Linked DNA regions of Sus scrofa: all the other regions are linked to region 1. The links are chromatin contacts, called in public Hi-C and promoter capture Hi-C maps. All regions are on one chromosome and are shown on one strand. Each heading gives the region's core, a stretch centred on a gene start, on an enhancer-like site or on the middle of the called end of the contact. The rest is flanking DNA. Distances are from core to core; before and after follow the strand shown. Region 1 holds the start of CCNG2 (cyclin-G2). Region 2 holds the start of STBD1 (starch-binding domain-containing protein 1). Region 3 holds the start of MRPL1 (39S ribosomal protein L1, mitochondrial).

The links. Promoter capture Hi-C pulls out the DNA fragments that hold promoters and counts their contacts. Hi-C and Micro-C count contacts between places; a contact is called where the count stands out from the background.
Region 2: a Hi-C map of skeletal muscle shows a contact between it and region 1, with 2.5 times the contacts expected there. The contact joins the promoter of STBD1 here to the promoter of CCNG2 in region 1. A contact is called at or near these places in 1 of 47 Hi-C or Micro-C datasets (skeletal muscle) and 1 of 2 datasets of contacts at active chromatin or transcription factors (alveolar macrophages).
Region 3: a promoter capture Hi-C map of liver shows a contact between it and region 1, with 3 times the contacts expected there. The contact joins the promoter of MRPL1 here to the promoter of CCNG2 in region 1. A contact is called at or near these places in 1 of 5 promoter capture datasets (liver), 1 of 47 Hi-C or Micro-C datasets (liver) and 1 of 2 datasets of contacts at active chromatin or transcription factors (alveolar macrophages).

Annotation. Positions count from the first base shown.
Region 1 is chr8:72,788,542-72,792,572 of Sscrofa11.1, reverse strand. It overlaps CCNG2 (cyclin-G2), which reads right to left and starts at 2,179. Exons shown (of 8, transcript XM_003129100.5): 1 at 1,827-2,179; 2 at 732-869. The coding sequence starts at 869.
Region 2 is chr8:71,980,619-71,984,649 of Sscrofa11.1, reverse strand. It overlaps STBD1 (starch-binding domain-containing protein 1), which reads right to left and starts at 1,663. Exons shown (of 2, transcript XM_003129093.4): 1 at 814-1,663. The coding sequence starts at 1,480.
Region 3 is chr8:73,303,249-73,307,279 of Sscrofa11.1, reverse strand. It overlaps MRPL1 (39S ribosomal protein L1, mitochondrial), which reads right to left and starts at 1,836. Exons shown (of 10, transcript XM_021100620.1): 1 at 1,596-1,836. All of the region lies in intron 1 of CNOT6L (CCR4-NOT transcription complex subunit 6-like), which reads left to right.

The DNA.
Region 1 (4,031 bases), core at 930-3,429:
GCTACAGCTCCAATTAGACCCCTCGCCTGGGAACCTCCATACGCCCTGAGAGCAGCTCTAGAAAAGGCAAAAAGACAAAATAAATAAATAAATATCATATGGTAGTTCCCTAGTAGTTAAGGGTTGGGCTTTGCTACTGCCGTGACCCATGACTGGGGTTCAGTCCTTGGCCTGGAACCTTCCACACGCCATGGGGCTGCCAAATAAATAAAAAATTAAGGCAATCTTAAATACATATATATGTATATATATATGCACACATCATAAAAAACATTCTCCAATTCAATATAAAGCAAACTGTTGCCAAATTTCCAGAGGGTTATATAAAATATAATTCAGTCCCTTTGTAATGGACATACAGACGGCTGCTTGCCTGTTTTCTTAAAAAAAAAAAAAAAATCATTCAAGAGCCTACTATACAGTATTGCATAGCCAGAGGGTATTTCCACAAATGACCCGTTCAATTTCCAGGGAATCTCCAACCCAGAAGCTGCAGGCTGGGGGTGCCACATTTGAAGAAACACTTCCCTAGAGCTAGTATCACTCTCGTTCTTGCTAAGAAACAAAAGCATGACTCTGTATTAAGATATATCTTAGTACTCTAGGAAGACCAATTTTAGTCTTAAAAAACTTCGCAGCCTTTAGTCTTAATTCAACTAAAAAAAATTTTTTTTAAGTTATTTCCCCAAGTCGCGTCAGCGGCTAGAACAAGTTCTTTCCTGGGAACTTACCTCCGGAGTAGCCTCGATCAAGCTCAGCCCTTTTTCTCGAGGTTGGAATCTCTGCTCCTGTTCTAGGTAGAGGTTCAACAATCCGAGGAGCTGCACCCCTTCACGACCGGCCAAGTATTCTGCCCCCAAATCCTTCATCTGCAGCAAAGACACCACACACAGTTAGTCTATCCTGGGGGTGGCAGAGGTGAGAGGGGAAGCCACAAAAGAGCCGGGGCCAATACCTCCAGAGAGGGGAGCCCCGGTACACCCTGGCGAGGAGCAGGTTAGGGGACCAGTCACGTCCAGCCGAACCCCAGCGCAATCCTCCCCGACCGCCAGGGAGGTGTGGCAGGGGGAGGGCCCTTGGTCACGTCCGCCGGCCAGCGCTGGGTCAGACCGGCCAGCCCCGGCCTCCCCACTGTTTCACAAACAGGAAACTGTCCCCGGCGGCGGTGTCCGGACCATCCGCCACACCTGAAGTCGTGGGGGATGGGTTTCTGCCCAGTGGAACGCAGCAGGGACTCGGATGGCAGAGGGTCCCGGGGGCAGGGGCTTTGCACAATAGGGGGGAGGGGAGAGAAAGTCTCGCGACCGAACAAAGAACAGGAGGGAGGAGACTCCCGAGCCCCGCCTCTACCGCGGAGCTCGGCTCCCGAAGCCCCTCACGCTGGAGTCCAGCCCCCAAGCCTTCCCCATCCGCTTCAGTAGAGCCTACTCTGAACAGAACCCGAACGGGAGAGACCTCAGTCCCAGAGACCGCTGGGGTGGCAGGGCCCACCCGATCGGGGTCTGGGGACAGAAATCCAGCCCGCCCCTTGACCAGGAACACCCTTGCATCCACTGATGCCCCGATTCCGTCAATTCAAGAACCACCCCAGCGAGCTCCCGTGGCAAAATGAGCGAGGGGGATACACCAAAGAACTGCCTTCATTCAGTCTCCTCGACCCTCTATCCATCCTATCAGCATCTCTCCGCCCCCGGGCGCCCACTGCCCTAGGATTGAGGGCAGGACCGGAGTCGCTCCCCAGGCTGAGGACTGGGCACTCTGACATCGAACCCCGCAGTACCGACCATGAACAAAGAAACTCTGCGATTCTAGGTGGGCCCACTCACCGTGCTGGAACCGCGCCTCCACCAGCCTTCCGCGTCACGGTCGGGGGGACTGGGCGCGGCGGGTGCTTCCGGACCTATCTCCGAGGTCTGGGACCCGCAGCCTCAGCGGTGCCCCCGGACCGGCATCCGACCCTTCCCCCCTGCCGCCGCCGCCTCGGCCTCACAGACCCGGCGTCATCCCGCTGCCTGCGCGCCCACCCTCCGGCTGGGGCGCTGCACTGGCCCCTCTAGCCCTGCCCCACCACGGGCTCCACTGCAGCCGCCGCCACCGCGGAGGCCCTAGCAAACCCCTTGTTTTTGTTTTGAGTTTTCAACGCCCCCAAGGGGGCGGGGCACGTGACTCCCCGCGGAGGGATCTGACGCTGCCGCAACAGACTTTGAAAAATAGTTCCGCCCATAAGCCTTATCTCCAGCCAGCTTTGAGGCCTCCTCAGCTCGCCTTTGCTTTACTGAGCCACTCCTCCTTCTCGGTTTCAAGGCGAAGGATGGAATCTGGACATCGGCTTCATTCCGAGATTGATCCTAAGGGGGGGGGAAATGGTAGCGATAGGCATGAGGGGGCGGAAGGAGATAGTTTCTGGTCGCATTGCACCTTTTAAAGGTCCCCGATTTGTTTTGTTTTCGCTGTTTTGAAAAGTCCGCCCAAAGTAGCCGACTCCCTGATTGGATATTGGTGGGGCTAGCCGAATGCTGAAGCTCTGATTCACTCTCGAATCCGGATTGGCTAACTGATTGGCCTTTGAGCCCTCTGATTGGTTTTCACCGTATGCTACTCCTCTTTCTGCCTTGGGGCCTTAGCAACTCTGGGGTCTGCATTGCGCATGCCTGAGTGGACCGCGTAGGAGGAATTCCTTGACTTGGCCCGGTGGTCTTTCCCTTTCCTCCGCCCCCTCGGCTCTAAGCAGGGAAGTACCACTCTCGGTTCTCCCCTCCAAAGAGCCGGAACTGCTAGGTAACCTTTGTGACAACCCCTCCCACCACGGGAGGGTTTCCTGCGTTCCTTTTATAATTTGTTGTGCAGGTCCATTTTTGCGATAATCAAGTAAAATTTTCAGGGTACTTATTGAAATATTTGGGAGTAAAATGCTGTCATCTTTGATATTTGCTTTAAAGCTTTCCGACCGAGAGGGAAAAAAATGGAGGATGGGTAAAACAAGACTGGCAAAAAGCTGAGTTCTTAAAACTAGATGTGGGTACAAGAGGGTTCGTTGCACTATTCTTTCTACTTTTGTGCACCTTGAAATTTTTCCCTAATAAAAGTAAATTTTCGATGAAAGGACTTAAAAATTTACCTGTGCACATTGATGATGGCACGTAAACATCTAATAATAGCGTCCCTCCTGGGGTTGTAATTGTACTGTTGTTTAAATGACGACTCCAAGAGGCTTCCTGGTCCTTAGTTACCCATAAATTATCATTTATTGTGCATTATAATTAGCGTAGTTATTAAGAGGCGACACCTCTTCTGAGGCAGGGCAAAAAGCAAAGCAAAGGGTGCCTTGGGCAGGAGAAACTTTCACACGGAATATATGGGGGGATGTTGAGGCTCCTCTCTAACATTTATAGTTTACTTTTTCTCGCTTCAGTTCCTCGCTGGCTGCCTGCTAAAGGAGCACATTCTACTCTAAATAATCAATTAGCTCCAAGGAACTGATTTCTTTCCTCTTCTGTATGTTTTCTGTATATTGTTGTGCTACTTGTAAAAATATGCGAAGGCATGTAACATAGCTTTTGCAACAGCTTTCTCTTTTTTTCCAGAGCAGCTAAGGAATTAGATCCCTTTGCATATTGGCTGGGACTAGACTGAGGCGTCTGGAGCACAGGGCCCACTGGGGGAGGGGTGCTCAGAGCGAATCCTCGTATTCCAGAGAGGTGTGGCCTAGTACTGAGTTTTGGAAAATTTAAAAATTGCATTACCAGACTACTTTAAATGATTAACAGTTTCCATAATTTTACTCAATGTGTGTTTGATTTTGGAGATATTGTTAGAGCTATTACTTGTATATTACATAAACTTCTTGCTGGAAATCTGTGCTGAAAAACATAAAAGAGGGCATGTAACTAACATGGAAAAAAGAACTAAGATTAGAATTACATACATGATAGTTCCTTTTACAGTAAAGAGGCTCAATGGACAGAGCCCAGAGAGAAAACAGCTGGACGGGAAACATACACCCTGAAGAGAAAGGAGAATTGCACCAAAAT
Region 2 (4,031 bases), core at 414-2,913, 810 kb after region 1:
AGGTGAGGTTTTCTGCCAGGGCTCTTTGCCTGGTGCACAGGGTCTAAAATGTGGACATGTAAACCTAGGCGTCAGTCCTGCTTATGGGACTTGGGTCTGCTTTTGGGAGCTGGGTCCAGTGCCAAGTGTGTCTCTTCCCCAGGGTTTTAGACAACCACGCACTGTTCGTGTGATCATGGGGAAGGGCCGACAACTCGCAGTCTCAGGGCTTCATGAAGCCGAGGCCTTCGTGGCCAGAGTCCAACCTGAACTTTGCCTCCCCAACAGAAGCATCCAGATAGCGGGGGCTGCTCACTGCTCTGGCGTCCCCAAACGCGGTTCTTTTGAGGCGAAGGAGGGGAGGTCATGAGGCTATGGGATTGGGGCTGAGACTGGGTTCCTGCTCCGTCAGATACTGGAGAGGGTGGCGGGATCCCCTAACCCGAAGCATTCCTTTCCGAAGGCCCGGAAGGGGCGCCGCCGCCGCAGCCGCCCGCACTGCACCAAGCGCCGCCAAGCGGAGGAACCCAACCCCGCCGGAGGGGCAGGGGCAGGTCCCCGCGGGCTGGAGCTGAGGGCAGCGACTCAGCGGGGCGCGGCCCTGGACGAACCGCCAGGGCATCTCCTGGGCCTCGCCTCGCTGGAGGCGAGAACCCGCCCGGCGCGTGCACACCAGCTGGGGGGAAATCGGGCCGCGGGGAGGGTCCACTCCTGGGTGAGGGAAGCTAGCCCCCGGGTATGGGCCGCCACGGAACTCCAGACGGGGTTTTCCTTCCCTCGGGGAACTTCTAACCCCCCTGGTGATCTGCCCTCAAGACCAGGGAGGAAGAATACCTGGTTTGGTGACCGGCTCCCGCCTAGAAGGTCCAGGGCTCAGTCCGCCGCCGCCACCCTGATCGCCTCCCGGAGCCGCCGCCTCCCCTGAAGGAGCGTCCTTCCGCTGCTCCGCGTCCCCCTCCTTTCCCGTGTCCCGCAGCAGCCAAACGAAAAGCGCTCCGGCCAGACCCCCTCCGACCAGCAGGGCAGACCAGACGGCGCCCATGGCTGAGAGGCCGCAGCTGCGGGAGACGACGGCGATCGAGGCCCGGGCTCGGGTCACGCAGGCAGAGCCACACCTACCCAACCCGCTCCAGCCTTTTACGGTCCCTGGCCGCAGGCGCTCCCACGCGGAGCCCAGCCCTCCGCGACTAACACTCAACTTTCCCAGCCCCGCCCCACTCCCCGCCCCGGGGCTGCAGCCCCAGGCTCCGGCCCGGCGGATACGCGAGCGCCCTCCTTCTCCAACCTCTTCCCTTCCCGACCCCGCCGGTCGCCGGCGGCCGGGAGCACTGGGCGTCCGGGTCCAAGTGCGTCCCGCATGGCTGAGGACCCCAGGGCGCACGGCTTCCGCGCGCCAACCCGCGCCGGCCACGCCGCCTGCTCTTCCCGCTGCAGCTGCCCGCCAGGCCCAGCCCTGCTTGGGGCAGTTCCGGGCACCTCGCCGCCTCCTCTTTACAAACATTCAGCAGCAGCGCGGCCACATAGAAGCCGGAGCTTCCTAGAACTTCGACGCGGAAGACGCCGATGTGCGTCGGAGACGAGCGGGGCTGGGGCGGGTGAGCTGGGGTAGATCCAGAGCACAGCGGGTGCGGTAGAACTTCCATTCCGCCGCCCGTTAGCTGCACTTGGTCTCCGCAAGCCTCCGCCTTCCCACCCGGAAAAGGAAGGGATTGGGCTAAGATCATCCATCAGTAAATGCCAGTCATCTCAAACACATCCAGTCATTGCTTCTTCCTCGACCTCTTTTTGGGGTGCGTGGTTGTCACAAAATGCGCGCCCTCCAGACTGGACTGGATGTTGCCCAGAGGCAGGTTTCTGCAGACGGGTTTATTAATAAAAATTGCAAAGGCCTTTTAAGTGCTGTGGGTGTGCCTGGTGTTAATGTATTTATTTAGTTTGATTCTCACACAACCACCACCACCCTGGGAACTAAGAATTATATACATTGCTTTCTAAATTCACTCTTCTGCCAATCTGGTGGCTTTACCCACCAGCTTCAAGCTAATGATCCCCATATTTGTATCTGCAGGGAGAGCCATTTCCTTGACCTACACGCTCCTACATCCAACTGCTAAGGCCACAGCTGGCAGATATTCGCCTTGGAGTAATTACTACGATGGCTTCTCTGGTAAAACAAATCGCTCAAATGTGCCCCGTGCACGAGCAGACAGAAGTCCCTGACAGGTTGCAAGACTGGGCCAGTAGAGCTGCTGATGCTGGTGCTTTGGCTCAGGTCACAGCCCCTATCATCAAAAGGTCAGGGGGAGAGGGAAAGTGGGGAAGGAGACCAAGCCAGCTTGGGCCTGCTTTTTCGATGCTAACAGACGTCTCAAACCCAGCTCACTCAAATCTGACATGCCCAAAACTGTTCCTTGCTCCCACTTCATCCCAGGAAGTGGCGACCACATCCTTTCTCCTTGCTAAAAAGTGTCATCTTACCCTCTTTTTACCCCCACTCATTGGAGGCAGTGGCAAATTCTGGTCTTGTTTCTTCGAAATATATTCAGAATTTTACTTCTCCCTGCAGCGAGTGCCACCCTGCTCTGCCACCATTACGTTTCTCCTGGATTACTGCCATCACCTGGCCCAGGGATCCCCACTTCCACCCTTGAGTCCCTACATCATTTCAAAGCAGCAGTCTGAATGATCCTGTCTAAACACTCCCATCTTCTGGGCTTCTGCTCAAGACTCTCCAATTGCTCTACATCTCCTAGCAAAAACCTTTCAGAAGGATAGCATCTGTCCCCCAGGTCCTCTCCCAGCTCATCTCCATCTCCTCCTCCCTGGCTGAGTCATCCTTCCTGCAGATAGCCATCCAGACATCCAGCCTCTCTCCCTTTCCCTCTTCTTTTTTGCACAATGTCATCTGCCCTTGATAATCCCCATTGCAATTACATACATCCCCTTCTCCATGTGCCCTTTTCCTGCCTTATTTTTCTCCTTACCATTTAGGACACCAAATCTAATACAGTGTAGAATCCATGGATTTGTTCTGCCTAATTCCACTTTCCTCTCCTTACAATGTACTAGGAGTTGCTGCTGTGGCACAGTGGGTAAATGATCTGACTTGTGTCTGTGGCATTGCCGGTTCAATCCCCGGCCTGGTGCAATGGGTTAAGGATCCAGATTCAGTCCTGGGCCCTGAAAATTCCTTATGCTGAGGGTGAAGCCAGAAAAGAAAAATGTAAAAGCAGGGTTTATTGACAGCAGGATGTATTATCCTTTGTTTTCTGCTGAATTCCTGGCACCTGAAACACTCCTGAAGCCATCCCTCAAAAAGTATAGTACAGGTTGAGGAGTTCCCTTGCAGTGAAGTGGGTTAAAGATCTGGAATTGTCACTGCAGTGGCTCAGGTCACTGCTGTAGCTCAGGTTTGATCCCTGGCCAGGAAGTTCCACATTCTGGGGGCAAAGCAAAAAAAAAAAAAAAAAAAAAAAAAAAAAGTACAGATTAAGTAAATGAATTAAAAGCTTCACGTGGTCACAGTCTGAAGCAGTACTGTTAACCTCTTTATATGGATTTTACCTGCATTTTTAAAGTACAATGAAGATGCAGATTTGGGTTTTTTTGTCAAGTAAATTTTATCTTTTTCTTTTTTTTTAGGGCCGAACCTGTGGCAAATGGAAGGAAGTTCCCAGGCTAGGGGTCAAATTGGAGCGGCAGCTGCCAACCTACACCACAGCCACCACAAAGCAGGATCCAAGCTGCATCTGCAACCTATGCCCACCAGATCCTTAACCCACTGAGCAAGGCCAGGGATCAAACCCAAATCCTCATGGGTACTAGTTGGATTCTTAACCCACTGAGCCACAATGGGAACTCCCAGATTTCTTTTCTTAAACTAATTAGGGAATTGACGATGAACTTTTTAAAGACCTCTAAAGTTTAAAACCACTGACAACCAGACGTACATTTCAATCCAGGCAGCTTTATGATAATAAAACTAATCTTGAGATGAGTATGAATGAAATAAGAAGTGGTAGCAAAGCTGTTTTTAAGAAAATGAATGTCAC
Region 3 (4,031 bases), core at 587-3,086, 520 kb before region 1:
CTGCCTCAACTTTGGCAAACCGCCCCCCGCCTCCGCATTTATTAGTGCTTCTTTTACATCCACCAAGACTCTCCTCTCTTTCCCCATCCCAGTCCCAGTGAGTCTGAGAGTGGCAGGTATCACATGGCTCAAGTGAAATTGCCAGCGCCATCAGTTTAATCCTCCTGGACATTGTCGTGATTGTTAATTTTGTGTCAGTTTCATACTTTCATTTCTGGTTTGTTGTAGGAGAATTTCCTGTTTATGGGTCTGCTTCCCCTATGACCGTGAGCTACTGAAGAATAGAGACTACATATGCTTATCTTTGTGCCTCTGATGCAAAATACAATGTCTGGAACATAACACACCCTCCACAGATGTTCGTTTATTGTATAGGAATAGCTAGGGCTATATAGATATTTGAAGAAGTTTAAATCTGTGAGGATGTCCCATCATCCAATTTATATTTTTCAGGTATTTATCTTCGTCTTCTCTTCAGCATTTGGTAGTATTTCTCCTTGGGGCAAGTGTTTCTGTGCCAAGGAGAAATGCTGTGGCAAGATGCCGCTGAGGTAAGCAGAGCTTCTGTGCCTGCCAGCTTGCATCTCTTACAAGCGTCCTACCTTAATCAAACTATTTCTTTCCTATCCAAAAAAAAAAAAAAAAAAAAAGATGCCACTGAGGCAGGTTTACTTTTCTGAGCTCCTGAAGTGACTTGTTTGGCTTTGTTGCTTACAAAGTGAAAGGTAATTATCCATTATACCTCAGCCTAGAATCAAGATAGTTAGGAATGAGCGGGATTTCTTCTAGAATCAAGGCCATTTCCACACCTATTACAGAAGCTGATATGGGGGTGGTGTGGCTAAGGAGGGAAATGGAAACTTAACACAGGTGGAAAACAAAGTAACCTTCAGTCTTCTGTATCTTGAGGGGCTTCTTCACTCACTCACTCAACACTTCCTCGTGACAAAGATGAAAGAGATGCAATTGTTCTTCTGCAATGGGGGACTCTTAATAGTTGATCAGTTCCGGGTAAATGATGATCTGCATTTTCACCGCAATTTTTCTCTCCAAGAGGGGCTTTCCACATTCAATAAGAGGGTCTACGATTAACTGCAACCAACAACACGTGCTTAGGGTCCAAAAGAACACACTAAAAAATACTGAACACTGCTAACATACCCTTGACCAACACGGGTTAAGTACACAAGTCCAGAGTATGCAGTGGGAAAGAGACTGTGCACAACTGCAACAGCAGTATTCTGCCTCTAGAACTGGTATACTTTGTTTTTGGACTGCTGGTGGTAAAAGCTGAAGCTGGCCACAAAAACAAAATTAAACCCCATAAACTTAAAGTGTCAAGGCCACATTCACCAAGTAAACGTTAATATTTCTAGTTTACATTTTGACATTTTCATCCTGCAGCTGGCAAACAAACGTAATTCCATCGTGAGAGGGGAAAATTAGAAAATAAATAGGACGGGGTTATCGCAGAGCGTTACAGGTTCTTTTATTTCTCTCTCTCGATGCAACTTACAGATGTTACATGTTTAAAACAAAATCAAACCACTGAAGATGTTAGGAAACATTTCTTTCAATCGATTCCTTCACCTCACCTGGCGTCCCATTCGCCGCCCAGACTAGCGCTCGGCTCCGCTGTCAGGCCGCCTCCGGTGAGCGTGCAGTAAACAGCGCCGAGTCCACACACGAACACCGGGCGAAGCAGGTTCGCCAGTCTCTTCCCACCACCCGCCATGGTTCTGTGACTGCGGCTTTTTGATAACCTACCAGCCTCCCCAGCTCTGCTAGTCATTCGAGCCAAGAAAAGCAAGTAAGCCAGCAAGGGTAAAGGAGAAAATGGGCAAGAACCTTGGCAGCCCCGCGCGCACGCGCACCACGTCCCGACGCGGCGCCCCGGGGGCGTGGCCAAGGCGCGGCGCTGGAGCTCCGCCTCTTTCCCCTCACCCCACCCCTCCGCGCCGGGGAGTGACTGACTCTCGCCAGCCCCTCCACGTCAATCAACCCTCCTCCTTCTCGCACTCTCTGCACCTTGTTATTAATCTCAATACCGATATCGCGCGGACGCCTCTCCCCCGGGCCTCGGGGGTGTGAACGTGTGTGAGAGAGACCGGAGGCACCGAAGGCTGGCGTCTCGGTGTAGCAGCCTCGGCCCCGGCAGCAGCAGGCGCAGCAGCAAGCCCCGCAGCGGCGGCAGCCCCAGCGCCAGGAGGCCAAGGCCAAGGCCAGGCTCTGCGCGGCCCTTGGAGTAATAGCCGCGGCTCCGGCGGCTGCGGGGGCGCAGCTTCCTCCGCCAGCGGCCTTCTCGTCGGCGGCCGCGGCCGCGGTGCCTCTCCTGAGCGCCCAGCGTCACCGTCCCCGAAACCCGGCGGCGCGGCCCTCGGCCCCACTCCCTGCCCCCCATCCGTCTCCTTCTCGCTCTCTTCAGCCGCCCTTCTTGCCGCCGCCTCTGCCGTTCCTCAGGCGGCCCGGCCCGGCCTGCCCGCCCCGCGTCCCCTCCGGCCGGTGCCTTTCCCCCGGCGGGCTGCCTGCATGTCTTTGCTGCCCTCAGCCCCGCCGCCACCGCCGCCGCCGCCTCCCCCGCCGCCGCAGCACCAGCACCAGCCGCCCCGCCGCCGCCGCCGCCGCCGCCGCCCGGACCCCGGCGCGTTGAATGCAGGTGAGGAGGGGGCGCAGGCCCTCCGCGACCCCTGTCCGGGCGCCCCGCGCGCCCGCCCGCGAGAGCCCGCGGCTTCCCTTCGGGGCGGGCGGCAGCCAGGCCCGCCTGTGGGTGTTTGTGTTTGCGTCTGCGGCCGCGGCTCCGGAGGGGAAGCATCTGTGGGGGCCTGGTGCGCGCGCGCGCGTGTTTGTGTGTGTGTTTCCCCTGCCGCGGGGAAATGGCTGCTGTTGCTCCTGGGCCAGAGGAAGAGAATGAGGTAGAGTGTTTTTGTAGCTCCGCGTAGGATCGAGAGTGTTGGGAAGAGGAGCGCGTCCCTGGGGAAATGAGGTGGGAGAGGGACAAATGTGCGTGGGGGAGCGTGCGAGTTGGGACTTTGGCGGGCGGAGAGGCGGCCTGAGGACCCACAGTGAGTGGGTGTGTGGCGGGTGCGCTGCTGGCCCGCGTCTCTGTAGGAGGCGGAGAAGGTTCCGGGCTGTGTGTGTGTGTGTGTGTGTGTGTGTGTGTGTGTTGGGGGGTGGTCCGCGCCTGGGGCCCGGGACTCTGGGGGTAGGCGGGTTCGGTATGTTCCGGACCCCCGAGTGGCGTGTCCCTCCCCCTTTGTGGCCGGGGCTCGGGAGCCTCGCAGGTGAGAGCCGCTCCGCGGGGGCCGAAGAGGGTGAGTGTGTGTGTGTGTGTGTGTGTGTGTGTGTGCCGAAGAGGGTGAGTGTGTGTGTGTGTGTGTGTGTGTGTGTGTGTGGTTCACGCACAGCATCTGGGCCCAGAGAGCTTCGGGTCCGGGCCTCGCCGCCGTTCCCGGGGCCGCGGCAGGAAGCGCGCCGGCCTGCAGCGCGGCCTAACCGCCTCTGCGCCCGCCCGCCCGTCGGCCTGCCTCCCGCCGGCCTTCCCGGATGCCTCCCGGGGCGCTGGGCCCGCCCGGGCCCAGGGCGCTGCCTCGGGCCTGGGCAGGTGAGGGTCGGTGCGGGACGCGCCGATCGCGGTGGCCGCGGCTGCCTCCGCGACTCCGGAGGACAGGAAAAGGCATATTTTGGCGTTCCAACTGCAAGCTCCCCCTGGCTGGCGGTGGGACCCGGGGGAAAGTGAATCAAAGCATTACATCTCGAGGAGACGCGGTGTCGAGATCCCTTCTTTCCATCCTTTCCTTAAGGCTGTGTGGAGGGACTAAGTACATATTTTCATTTTTTTGTCGTTGTTGCAGATACTTTCTCGTTGATAATATTTATGCAGTTTTTTAAGATAAAATTTCACTCTGGTGGCCTGGGGAAGACATGGAAGCTGACTTCCCTGTCTTATGGTGTTGGTGGGACCGGATCGATTTTGTGCGTTTGAAATTGTTTTATCCTGCCTCCTAGGGGGAAAGGCGTGTACTCGCCGAGCT